Linked DNA regions of Sus scrofa: regions 2 and 3 are each linked to region 1. A link is a contact called in public Hi-C and promoter capture Hi-C data. All regions are on one chromosome and are shown on one strand. The core of a region is the stretch at or near the end of the contact, and the rest is flanking DNA. Distances in the headings are between cores, read along the strand shown. Region 1 overlaps PABPC1 (polyadenylate-binding protein 1). Region 2 holds the start of ZNF706 (zinc finger protein 706). Region 3 overlaps LOC102160303 (a long non-coding RNA gene).

Evidence for each region. Promoter capture Hi-C pulls out the DNA fragments that hold promoters and counts their contacts. Hi-C and Micro-C count contacts between places; a contact is called where the count stands out from the background.
Region 2: a contact with region 1 is called in a promoter capture Hi-C map of fetal liver, with 5 times the contacts expected there. A contact is called at or near these places in 2 of 5 promoter capture datasets (fetal liver and liver), 11 of 47 Hi-C or Micro-C datasets (alveolar macrophages, blood, embryonic fibroblasts and 5 more) and 1 of 2 datasets of targeted methods (alveolar macrophages).
Region 3: a contact with region 1 is called in a Hi-C map of liver, with 5 times the contacts expected there. A contact is called at or near these places in 2 of 47 Hi-C or Micro-C datasets (fetal heart ventricle and liver).

What each region holds. Positions count from the first base shown.
Region 1 is chr4:36,207,333-36,211,182 of Sscrofa11.1, forward strand. It overlaps PABPC1 (polyadenylate-binding protein 1), which reads left to right. Exons shown (of 16, transcript XM_001927747.4): 2 at 716-2,530. The coding sequence starts at 2,338. Among named protein-coding and RNA genes, the nearest start is that of PABPC1, 72 kb to the left of the region's middle.
Region 2 is chr4:35,766,221-35,770,070 of Sscrofa11.1, forward strand. ZNF706 (zinc finger protein 706) reads left to right here and starts at 1,867. Exons shown (of 4, transcript XM_003481371.3): 1 at 1,867-2,152.
Region 3 is chr4:35,836,625-35,840,474 of Sscrofa11.1, forward strand. All of the region lies in intron 1 of LOC102160303 (a long non-coding RNA gene), which reads left to right. Among named protein-coding and RNA genes, the nearest start is that of ZNF706, 70 kb to the left of the region's middle.

The DNA of each region.
Region 1 (3,850 bases), core at 844-3,343:
TTAATTGTACTGACTAATGCTGATATTTATATGATTACCAGAGAGCTCATTAGAAGCTTCTTGAAGACAAGTATTTGTGTCTTTCATCTGTTTTCCTTCCCTACAGATACACTTGCTAAGTATTCAATAAATATATGGACGGCTGTTAACCACAGAGTTCTAATAGATTGAATGGTGATTTATCATTAGTAGTAGATATGTCTTCTTAATGCATAGTCCTCAGTTTTGCTCTTTTGCATACTAAGGCACATAAAGCAACGTATTTTCCAAAATATTATACTCTTCCTACCAGTTGGGGACAGACTAGCACTTATGGGGGATTCTGCAAGTTTACATTTTAATTAAATGAGAATAAAGTACCCAGTCCACACCTGGCAATGTATCTGGCATGCATTGAAGAATGAATTGGGCATTTAACTTGAGACCATTCCTTTAACAGTAAAATAATTACTCCTTGCTCCACCTCCCACACAATATTGCTGTAGGGAACAAATGATAGGATGTTTTTGCAAGTGCTTTAAAATCTGTAAAGTGCATTACTATTTTAAAGTGGGATCTGTATGTTGACTTAACATCATTCCTATTAACTAGTATTTTTTATGGCTATCAACTCATTACGTTTAGCATTCCTATTAAAGCCCATAACTAACTACGAAATTGTTTTAAACATTTTTAATACTGCGTTTTGACTAGTACTAATTTTGCTTGGTTGCAGGTCTGTGCTGTCACGCATGACTGATGTTCATACTTTAAAGAAAAACATTAATTTTTCTCGAGACCTTTTTTCTACCTCAAAGAAATTTCTGGCAGAAACGGCACGTATCAGTGATTCCAGTCTACCACCTAAGTGAATAGTGATCACGATGCCTTAAAAAGGCAAGTGGACAAAGCCCCCAAAATAGTTTCCCCAAATTAAAATCACTTCGACCAACGACAGCTCCTTCGGGCAGAACGAGGAGAGTCTAGGGCTCGGAAGCGAGAGGATCTGGAGTCTGAGGGCCCCTCCCCTCTCTCCTCCTCTACTGGAAGCACCGCGGGGCCGCCACTGGGGCCCAGGGACCGGACGGTTGGAGGTCCCCGAGCTGGCAGCCAGGACCCGCGGCCAGTTGGGGTCAGCGAGCGCTGCGGCCGTTGGGGACTTCAGCTCCCAGCAAGCACCGCTTCTGCGGTCGAGGCGCGCGGCGGCACTGCCCGCTGGGACTCGTAGTGCGGTCCGGTAGGAGAACGGAGGAGCCAGCCCTGGCTCCTTTCCCCCACGTTTGGGAAACCGGGCCTGGAAGGGATCACGCCCATCCACTCGTGCCCGGCATCCCTTGGGGGCGTGGGCGAATGGAACAGGGTTGGCTGCGGCGGGAAGAGGCCCGGGTGGCCGTGCACGTGGGGGGTAGTTAGCGCCCGGGAACCCGGAAGCCCCGCGTGCCGCCCACAGCCGCGGTGACGGGTTAACGCTTCTCCCGGGTGGAGGTGGGGCGGGGTGTGTGGGAGGAGGGGCCGTCCCACCCACCTCCTCCAAGTGCAGCCCGCGAGCCGGCCCTCCCCTCCCCCACAGGCGCTACGCAGCACAGGCTCCGCCTCCCCCGGCCGCGGCGCGTGCGCAGAAGCCCCGCCCCTCCGCCCCAGCCCCACCCCCACGCCCGCAGCAGCCACCGCCGCCACCTCTCCCTTCCTCTCGGCTCTTTCCTCCTCCTTTTTTTCTTTTCCCTCCTCCTCCTTGCCCCCTTTTCTCCTCCTCCTCCGGCGCTGACGTTCGCGTAGGGCCCTAGCGTCAGACGCGCGGGGGCGGGGCGAGTGCGGCGGGGGGTATAAGTAGAGGGTGCAGGAGGCGGTGCTTCCCCTTCTCCCCGGCGGTTAGTGCTGAGAGTGCGGAGTGTGTGCTCCGGGCTCGGAACACACATTTATTATTAAAAAAATCCAAAAAAAATCTAAAAAAATCTTTTAAAAAACCCAAAAAAAATTTACAAAAAATCCGCGTCTCCCCCGCCGGAGACTTTTATTTTTTTTTCTTCCTCTTTTATAAAATAACCCGGTGAAGCAGCCGAGACCGACCCGCCCGCCCGCGGCCCCGCAGCAGCTCCAAGAAGGAACCAAGAGACCGAGGCCTTCCCGCTGCCCGGACCCGACACCGCCACCCTCTCTCCCCTGCCGGCAGCCAGCAGCCAGCGGCAAGCGGATCGACTCCGTTCTGCGGCCGTTGAGTAGTTTTCGATTCCGGTTGATTTTTGTCCCTCTGCGCTTGCCCCCGCTCCCCTCCCCCCGGCTCCGGCCCCCCGGCCCCAGCACTCGCTCTCCTCTCACGGAAAGGTCGCGGCCTGTGGCCCTGCGGGCAGCCGTGCCAAGATGAACCCCAGCGCCCCCAGCTACCCCATGGCCTCGCTCTACGTGGGGGACCTACACCCCGACGTGACCGAGGCGATGCTCTACGAGAAGTTCAGCCCGGCCGGGCCCATCCTCTCCATCCGGGTCTGCAGGGACATGATCACCCGCCGCTCCTTGGGCTACGCGTATGTGAACTTCCAGCAGCCGGCGGACGGTGAGATGCGGGCCGGGCGGGCGAGCGGCCATGAGGCTCAGGCGGTGGTGGTGGCGGCGGCGGCGGGCGGGCTAGGCCGGCGGGCCCGGGGGGAGGGAGCGGGAGGGCATGTCACCCCCCCACACACAGGGCCAGTGGGGCGAGGTTCGGGCGCCGGGACCCCGGTTCCCCGTGTCCTCCGGGACCCGTGCCGCCAGTAGCCTCACGCCCCTCGCGTGCCTGGCACTTCCTCCTCTGCGACCATTTTCTCGGCCTCAGCGGCTCAAAGTTTAGGGTGATGACGCGCCGGGAGAGTGGGTGAGATTGGACTCTTCCAAGGCACTCCCGCCAGTAGCTGCGGGATTCTGGGGCGTCGAGCGTCGAGCCCCCTTCTCCGGCAATAGGTGGAGGCGCTCCTTCCACCCCAGGTTCTTGCCGGCGCCCCAGGACCGGGAGGAAGTGCCTTTCGGTGCTCGAAAAATACCACGTGTTGAACCCTGTAACCTCACAGGCCCGAGGCCTGTTCCTGCTACTGGCCCAGTCGCCTGGGGGAGCCACAGGGACTTAGAATAAAGTTAATTTGGGGATCTTGTGCTGGTCGTCAGGTTTCTGATTCCCGTTCTTAATAACTTGTCAGTGACTGATGGCTCTAGAAGTGTAAATTACCAGTGAGCCCAGCGTTGGGGGTTTTCCCCGAGATCAGGCACTTCTCACTGTAGCGTTAACAGGATGGGAGGAGGGGATATGGAAAATGACCCCTTTGAAGGCCATCGTTTTCTCAGGCAATTTAATTTAGGTCGTCTTAATTTTTTTTAATGAAACTAATTTCGCAGTACTAGTAACTTGTTCAGAATATTTTTTCCCCTCTCAAGTAGTTTCTCTGGTTTGGAGGGGTTTAACTTTTAAATGTCATCTGTTTTGACTGTAAAATGTTACTTGTGAGTGTGGTGTGGACTGGACCATAATATGCTTATGTGGCATTCAAGTAGGGGTGTCTTTATTTTTAAAAGTGGTCCAGAGTATCCCTACATGGGGAATGATTGCTCACAATGTTAACAGATACAGAGTTAGCTTGAAATTTATGAGGGAAAATGCAGGCAACCTTGTATTTTTAATTTGAAGTTAAACAGTTCAAAAAAATCCAGATTTTGGCAAACAGATAAACTATGTAGCCTGATGAGTTGCCAGGATTTTTCTTTATATTTGGATTAGTTGACTTACAAAAGTCATTTTCACTTGAGTTTATGACCCTATTTTGCCTCCTTTTTTCCCAGGGTACTTGAATACATGTCAAGTATTACAAAATACAAGGAATTTATTTTTGTAGGAAAGATCTAAAGG
Region 2 (3,850 bases), core at 617-3,116, 440 kb before region 1:
CCTGGGTAACAAGTGACATGGTAATCCTATTTCACCACAGAAATCACCTATCTAGTTAAAAAGACAGCTTTGCCAATCAGATTTCCCTGTCCTTTTCATCGTCCAGTCTCTTTCATGGCTAGAGAAACACAACTCTTCCAATTTCCTGTCTTTAGGTTTCCCAAGTGCCTCATGTGCTTCCTTCCTATTAGCCAGGTTAATATAATTATACAGTTATGGTGACTTAATAGTTAAGCTATGGCTTCATACATCGATAAGTTCTGCTTTCTTTTCTTTTTTGTCTTCTTAGGGCTGCACCCGCGGCATATGGAGGTTCCCAGGCTAGGGGTCCAATCGGAGCTACAGCTGCGGGCCTACACCACAGCCACAGCAACGCTGGATCCTTAACCCACTGAGCAAGGCCAGGGATCGAACCCGAAACCTCATGGTTCCTAGTGGGATTTGTTTCCACTGCGCCACGATGGGGACTCCCAGTTCTGCTTTCTTGATACACATCAGTTAATCTGATCAATAGCCATTTACTCACCCCCTACTATATTTCATATACTGCTAAGCACTGGGTATGCAGCGGCGAAAATGAGCTTACAATTGAGCACTGGAGAGAGATTAAAATTTGAACCTGTCGTTTAAAACTGCAATATGGAAGGGAGGGTGTGAAAAGTGAGAGGACCTGAAGTGGGGAGGAAAAGGAACGACTGAACAAGTTGTATGCCACCCAAATTCATTAAGCAGTTAACTCCTCCCTGGCTATTTTCAACAATTCTGTGATATATATACCCCGGTCCACCCAAGTTATCCTAGTAACTTGCCATGTATTTACATTCAACTACCATTTCCTGGGCGCTGACAGATAAATTAGGAGAGCGGAGGCAAGGTGAGAATGTCAAATGCCAAGAGTTCCTTTGTTGTTGGATCTGTAGTTCTAATTTGAAACAAACGTGTGTTGGGTGGCGGCGGCGGAGGCGAGGGGAGGGGGGAGGAGGGAAGCAGCAGACTAAAGCCAAGGTCTAAAAGGCCTTTCCAGATAAACAGATTTAATAATTACTAAATCGCCATGCTCTTGATCACATATTGGAAATTAGCCGTCGTGGCCTCTAAGTCAAGTAACACACACGCGCACACACACACACACACACACACACACAATTCCCCCAAATAGTAACAACTGATTAAACTGCTAAGTAGTTAGACTAAAATGGTCAGGGAGGCCTGGCCGGCAATTTTCAGCGAGACACTCAGGCCTGAATCTTGAACTCTCTAAAATTCCCAGATTCGTAGAGTAACCAGGGTTTCCCCGGAAACGAGGTAAAGGGCAGCTGGTGAGCGAACAAAGGCTGCACGTCCCAGTTAAGGGCCGACCAGCCCGCCCGGGCCTCACAGGAGGCGGGGACGGCAGTGCGCCTGGGTGGCGGGCTCCCGGGTCGGCGACCCTTAGCGCCGCGGGGCTGGCGCGCCTCACCGGGACCCTCCCCAGGCTGGGACACAGGAGGGCGCCGCCGAGGTGGGAGGCTCGTGACCTGGGACGCAGGGGCTGAGGCCCGGCCACCGCCCGAATGAGTGAGCGAGCGACTTGTGAATCACACTGCGGGCCGTCACCAGCCAGGACCGAGATCACGCGGGTCCCAGGGCCGGCTAAAGCCGCCCGGAGAGAGCACGCGGCAGGGGAGGGGCACAGAGGACAGAGCGCGACGTCCCCTGCAGTTCCCTTCTCTGAGGGGCCGCCTTCAGCCTGCAGGCCCCGCCTCTCCACTTATGTAATAGGGGCGCGCTGCCATTGGCCCGCGCGGCCGGAAGAGGGGCAGGCGCGCTAGAGAGTGGGGGCGGGGAGGAGGCCTCAGCAGGAAGGCGAGTGGGCGGGAGCAGGGAGAAGCGGGCGGCGCTGGGGCGACTGGGAGAGCAGCGCGGCGTGCGCGAGCACGAGGCGTAGTGGCCTCCCCCAAGGCTGAGGCGGCGGCGGGCGCGCGCGGCGGCGGCGGCGGCGGCGGCGGCGGGTGTGAGGCGCGGGCTGTTGTGCTCTCGGCTCTCCCTTTTCCCCTCCTTGGCGGGTGGAGGAGGTCGAAGCGGTGCTGGACGCGCTCCCCTTCCTCTCCGGCCACCTCCCCGGCGCTCTCGCGCTGCGCGGTCTCTCAGACGCAAGACTGTCCCGGCCCGGGTAAGCGGCTGTGGGGGCGGCGCTGACGCCGCACAGGACGCCCGGGAGCCCGGGTGGGGGCCCGCCGGCGGGGTCGGCGGGAACCATGGGGGTTACCACAGGTCGCGAGGGGCCACCGGCCTGCCCCGCCTCCCGGGGGCGGCCGAGCCCGTCCTGTCCGGCGCGGGCCGCGGAAGGAGGGGAAGCTCGGGCGCCTGCCAGGCCCTGCAGGTGGCCGGGTCGCAGACCGGTAGCCGAGCGGTAACCTTACCCTCTGGCGACAGCAGCTGGCCGGTTTCTCGAGGCCGGGACTCCCCGTGGTCAAGGGGCCGGGTTTCGGACAGCTGAGGCCTCCGGGAGGCACGTCTCGGGCCGGGGTCCGTGGGGAGTGGCGGGTAGAGAGAGACTGGGTGGCAGAAAAGAGGAGGGGGCTCTCTGAGGCTGAAGAGACCGGATCGAGAAGGAAGATGCGCCCGGCTGCAGCTGGGTTCAGCGAAGTGCTGAGAGAAATAGACCTTACGGCTGGTGCTTTCATCCTCTGCCTCTCCAAAACGGATGGAGTTAAAAGCCAGGGTCAGGATGTTGAACACTGCCTGGGCCTCTTCGCTTCACATTCTTAGGGAGGATGATCCTACTTCCTGGATCCAAAATCTTTTTTTTTCCTCTCTTATTTGTTTTGGTTCTAAGAGGGTCTTTGGGGCAGTGCTTAACTTGTTACCTCCGATAAGAGCTCCTCGTTTTGGAAGAACTCGTTATTCGCTCTGTTACTTCCCTCTTTGCAGCCCCCTCCGAGAATCGTCCAAAATAAGAGTTATATTAAAAACCAACTTTTAGGGTTGTACATGACTTCCTGCTCCACAGTTTGGCGCATTTAATCAGGGAGAAGTTATGCTTAGTTATTGCTTAAGGTTTTGTAGAAAATTCGATTGGCTTGAGAGCAAGTCCTAAGTTGAGCTGTCCAAAAGCAGGTGGTTTGTTCGTTTGCATTTCTGCTTTCAGGAAGGAAATCAATGCAGCGTGTTAGAACTTAGGGGCCGATCTTAACACATTTAGACTAATTGAGTTTCCTTTACCTGATGTTAGGCTTTCTATTTCAAAAATAAGAACAGCAACCACAGACGTATTTATTAAAGCTTTCATGGCTTGTTTGTTACTTTTGTTAGATGACAGTGAAAATGGGTTAAATCTATCGTGTAATGTTATGTATTAGAAGAAATTGGAACTGCAAAAGTTAAAAATAATGTGTATTTAATGGCATTCCTTTGTACAGATCCCTGCATGAAAATGTTAAAATAGCTAACAACTTCTAGATATCAAAGAAACTTCTAGAATTAGTAGCTTCCCTTCTCACAATTTTTTTTTCAGTGTATAACAATTAAGAGGTTATCCGTACAGTCACTATGTTAACATCTTTAGCATACATTATGTGGAAGAGTTCAGAGACCTGAGAGCACTGAAATATTCTAACACTGAGATGTTAGGAACATTATAAACATCGGGATAAAAAAAGATTGAATACATGACTGTCATCCAAATAATACAAACGTATCCAAATCTGTTTCCATGGGAATAGGTTTGTACAGCTGCCATAAATATACTTTTAAAAAAAAATCATTCCATTTGGCTTGGAATTAATAAAGATTTGGTTTTTAAAAAATAACCACAATGGAAGTTTATTCTCCAAAAGCTAACACATCTGGGTTTATTTACCATTATTGG
Region 3 (3,850 bases), core at 922-3,421, 370 kb before region 1:
ATTACTCAAAGAATTTATTACATTTATAGTTGTACAATGATCATCACAATCCAATTTTGTAGGACTTCATCCTACAAGCCGAGCGCATTCCCCCACCCCCCAAACTGTCTCCTTTGGAGACCATAAGTTTTTCAAAGTCTGTGAGTCAGTATCTGTTCTGCAAAAGTTCAGTCTGTCCTTTTTCAGATTCCACATGTCAGTGAAAGCATTTGATGTTGGTGTCTCATTGTATGGCTGACTTCACTTAGCATGATAATTTCTAGGTCCATCCATGTTGCTAAAAATGCCGGTATTTTATTCCTTTTAATGGCTGAGTAACATTCCATTGTGTATATGTAGAAGAAAGTTTATTTAAAAAAAAAATCCTATGCCCTAGAAAAGGCAAAATAAAATAAAATAAATAAATAAATAAAATAAAAAATCCTACCCACCAAGCTGTCCATCAGAGTTACATTGAAAGCCCATGGTTTAGGGAGTTCCCGTGTGGCTCAGTGGTTAACGAATTCGACTAGGAACCATGAGGTTGCGGGTTCGATCCCTGGCCTTGCTCAGTGGGTTAAGGATCCAGTGTTGCCATGAGTTGTGGTGTAGGTCACAGATGTAGCTCGGATCCCGCGTTGCTGTGGCTCTGGCGTAGGCCGGTGGCTACAGCTCCGATTCGACCCCTAGCCTGGGAACCTCCATATACTGTGGGAGCGGCCTAAGAAATGCCCATGGTTTAAAAGAAAAGAGAATTACAATCTCAAACATTAACAAGAGAATCCCAAACGTGCCTTGCATTTGGGAAGAGCCTGATGGAGCATCCACAGATCTCATGACACACACAATCTTATTGCACATGGTCCCCACCACTGGTCTCAAACAAAGCAGTAAGATTTAATGCAAAACCTCTGTCTTCCAGCCCCTTCACTGGGCCCCCAAATGAGACATATACGGGCTAAAGTTTCAGGAGAGCAAGACCAAGAGTGGAGCTCACCACCAGTAGGAATGGTCCCACTGCCCTCCTCAGGGCTCTCACATGGACCTTCCTTGCCACTGCCCCATCTCTCCAGCTCCCCCAACTCACACCTGCCTCCTGCCTTTATACCCCTTCTCCCCTTCATGTGAGTGTTTTGGCTTCGACCCCAGTTCTCCTAACAGGAAGGAGAGCAGGGAAGTGGGAACCTGAACGGACCGCCTTCTGCTTCTGCCAATCCCTGGCCGAATCAGCCATGAGGGTCACTGGAGAGCCAAGCCATCCTAACACAGGGGACCTTCTCTGAACACTCACTGAGTGCTAGGTGCCTTCTGTACATCATCTCATGTCACCCTCACCAGAAACTCGAGAGTATCAAGCCCTCACATACAAAGAAACAAGATCCAGTTTCACCAAGCTAGAAGTGGCAGAGGTGAGATTCAAACCCCTACCTGCTCCAAAGCCCATGTCTTCCCTATCACAATACAAGAGAAAAGGTAAAGGGACACGGAGCATTTATTGTCGTGCAGCCTCAGCAGCACCTGGGAGCTTGTTAGAAATGCAGTCTCTCAGGCCCCTGCCGGGCCTTCTGAGAGGGAATCTGAACTTTAACAAGATTCCAGGCAATTTCGATGCCGTTTAAAGTTTGAGAAACCCGCCTCTGCATCCGTGGTTCGGGATTCGCAGCCCAGGCTGTACACAGGAATCATCTGGATAGCTTTGCACTAATGCCAATGCCCGGGGCCCACATCTGTGGTTCTGATTTAACTGTCCAGTTTATTAAAAGCTCCCCAGGTGATTCCAATGGGCAGCAACCTTTGAGAACCACTAGCAGAAGAAAAGGGACAGTTGACAGCTGTGGAGTCTGGGTGCCACTAGCTACTTGCCTGTCTTCCCAGGCAGAGGTTTGAGAGCAGCATCAGGGAGGCCCAGTAATAGGACAGAGACAGACTGGCTTTCCTGCCCGCCGGCGCGAGCGCGGTTAGACAGACATCGCCTGTGGAGGGACGCGGGGTAGGGGCTCCTGCTCTGGAAGCCCAGCAGTCTGGGTGCCAGAAACGCAGGGGGAGCGAGTTCGCCGGGCTCCGCCCGCGCCTTGAGTGGGGCTGGGAGAACGGGTGCAGCGCGCAGGCGCAGAGGCGGGGCGGGACCAGGCGGCGGCCCGCTCGGTTCCGGCGGGTAGGGGTGACTCAGAGGGCGGGGGCCGCAGCCTGCTCTCGCCCCCGCCCCCACCGGGCCGGCAACGGCCGCCTCCAGGGCCGCCTCCGGAAGGGGTGGGGCCGGGCAGCCCGGCAGCAGGCAGGTGGGCAGGTGCGCCGCCGCCCGGGGAGTGCGCATTCGAGCTCTTTGTTGATCAAACCCGCCCAGCCCCGGGACTGGGCGCGAGCCCCCGGAGCTGAGTCATGGCCGCCTGCTGGGTGCACGGCCACATGGCCCCCCACCACGTGCATCCCTTTCCTGAAGCTGGTTTGTTTCATGAGGCCGCCAAAAAGTCAGAAACCAGGGAGAGGTGGCTTCTGTTCTAAAAAGCCCTTTACTCGTAATTCATAAGCAAGGTCACTCCAGCACTCACACAGCGCTGAGCGAGAGGCACCGTCCCTGAGGATGCCACCTCCAGGAGGATCGTGATTTTGAGGCTTGAGGCAAAGCTCCCAGATAGACCCATCGTGACACGGTCAGGAAGATTCCTCTATAGCTGCCCCATGTCCCCACACCTGCCTGGGGTATGGGCTGAGAAAGCGGGCCTAGGGTCACCTGGAGAACTTGTCAGAAATGCACATCCGCCAGCCTTGTTGGCAGAGCCTGAGATTCAACAGAACCAGCTACAGCTGTGGAATCTGCATTTTAACAAGGGTCCTGACGTTTTCTAAGCAGGTGCTTGGTAGACTTGACTTTGAGAGTCACTGATTTTGAGGAGGTTCCCCCTGAGCTTAGATGCCTTAACTACAAATGGGTCCCCACTGAAGGATCATGAGTTGAGTTTGCAAGGAGGCACAACTAGCAGTTGGCAGAAGGAGTCAGGTCAGGGTCACCAGGCCTCCACACCTGTGTTTAATTTATGTGCACGGGCTAAACCTGCATTGCAGCCGTCCTCAAGGAGTTTCTAGGAGTTCCCGTTGTGGCTCAGTGGTTAACGAATCTGACTAGGAACCATGAGGTTGAGGGTTCGATCCCTGACCTCGCTCAGTGGGTTGAGTCTGGCGTTGCCATGAGCTGTGGTGTAGGTTGTAGACGCGGCTTGGATCCCGTGTTGCTGTGGCTTCATGTTGCTGTGGCCCTGGTGTAGGCCTGCGGCTACAGCTCCAATTCAACCCCTAGCCTGGGAACCTCCTTGTGCCGCAGAAGCGGCCGTAGAAATGGCAAAAAGACAGAAAAAAAAAAAAAAAGGCGCTTCTAAACCCATCCTTTCTACTTTGGTGGTACTGAGTACAAGCGGAAACAAGCAGTATTAGCTGGCATTTTCACACCACTTGATTTTCTCGGGAGGATGTTTCATCATGGTAAGTGGACTTGGGTATATGCACTGTAGCTTAAGCCTATCTGCCGCTAATGGGCCTGGACCCCCAGAAGAGTCTATTATGTCTAATGTCATGTCGAATGAATTTTTATATAATCTCTGCTTTAAAAGCTGCTAGTCTAGCAAAAGAGGATAGAGAAAAAAAATCACTGGAAATTGGGTTTAAGAACAAATTTATCCCCTTGCTTGGGAAATGTCATCTTATTCTGTTAACTGCTCCTAAAAAGAAAAAAATGAGTGAATAAATTATATTCTCAACAATTTGTTTGAAGTGTGGGTATGTGACTCTAAAAACAGACAGCCCTGGCTTAAATCTCAGCTTTTCCACTTACTGGCTGGTAACCTTTGTCAAGTTCTTTCCTCTTTGTGCCTCAGTT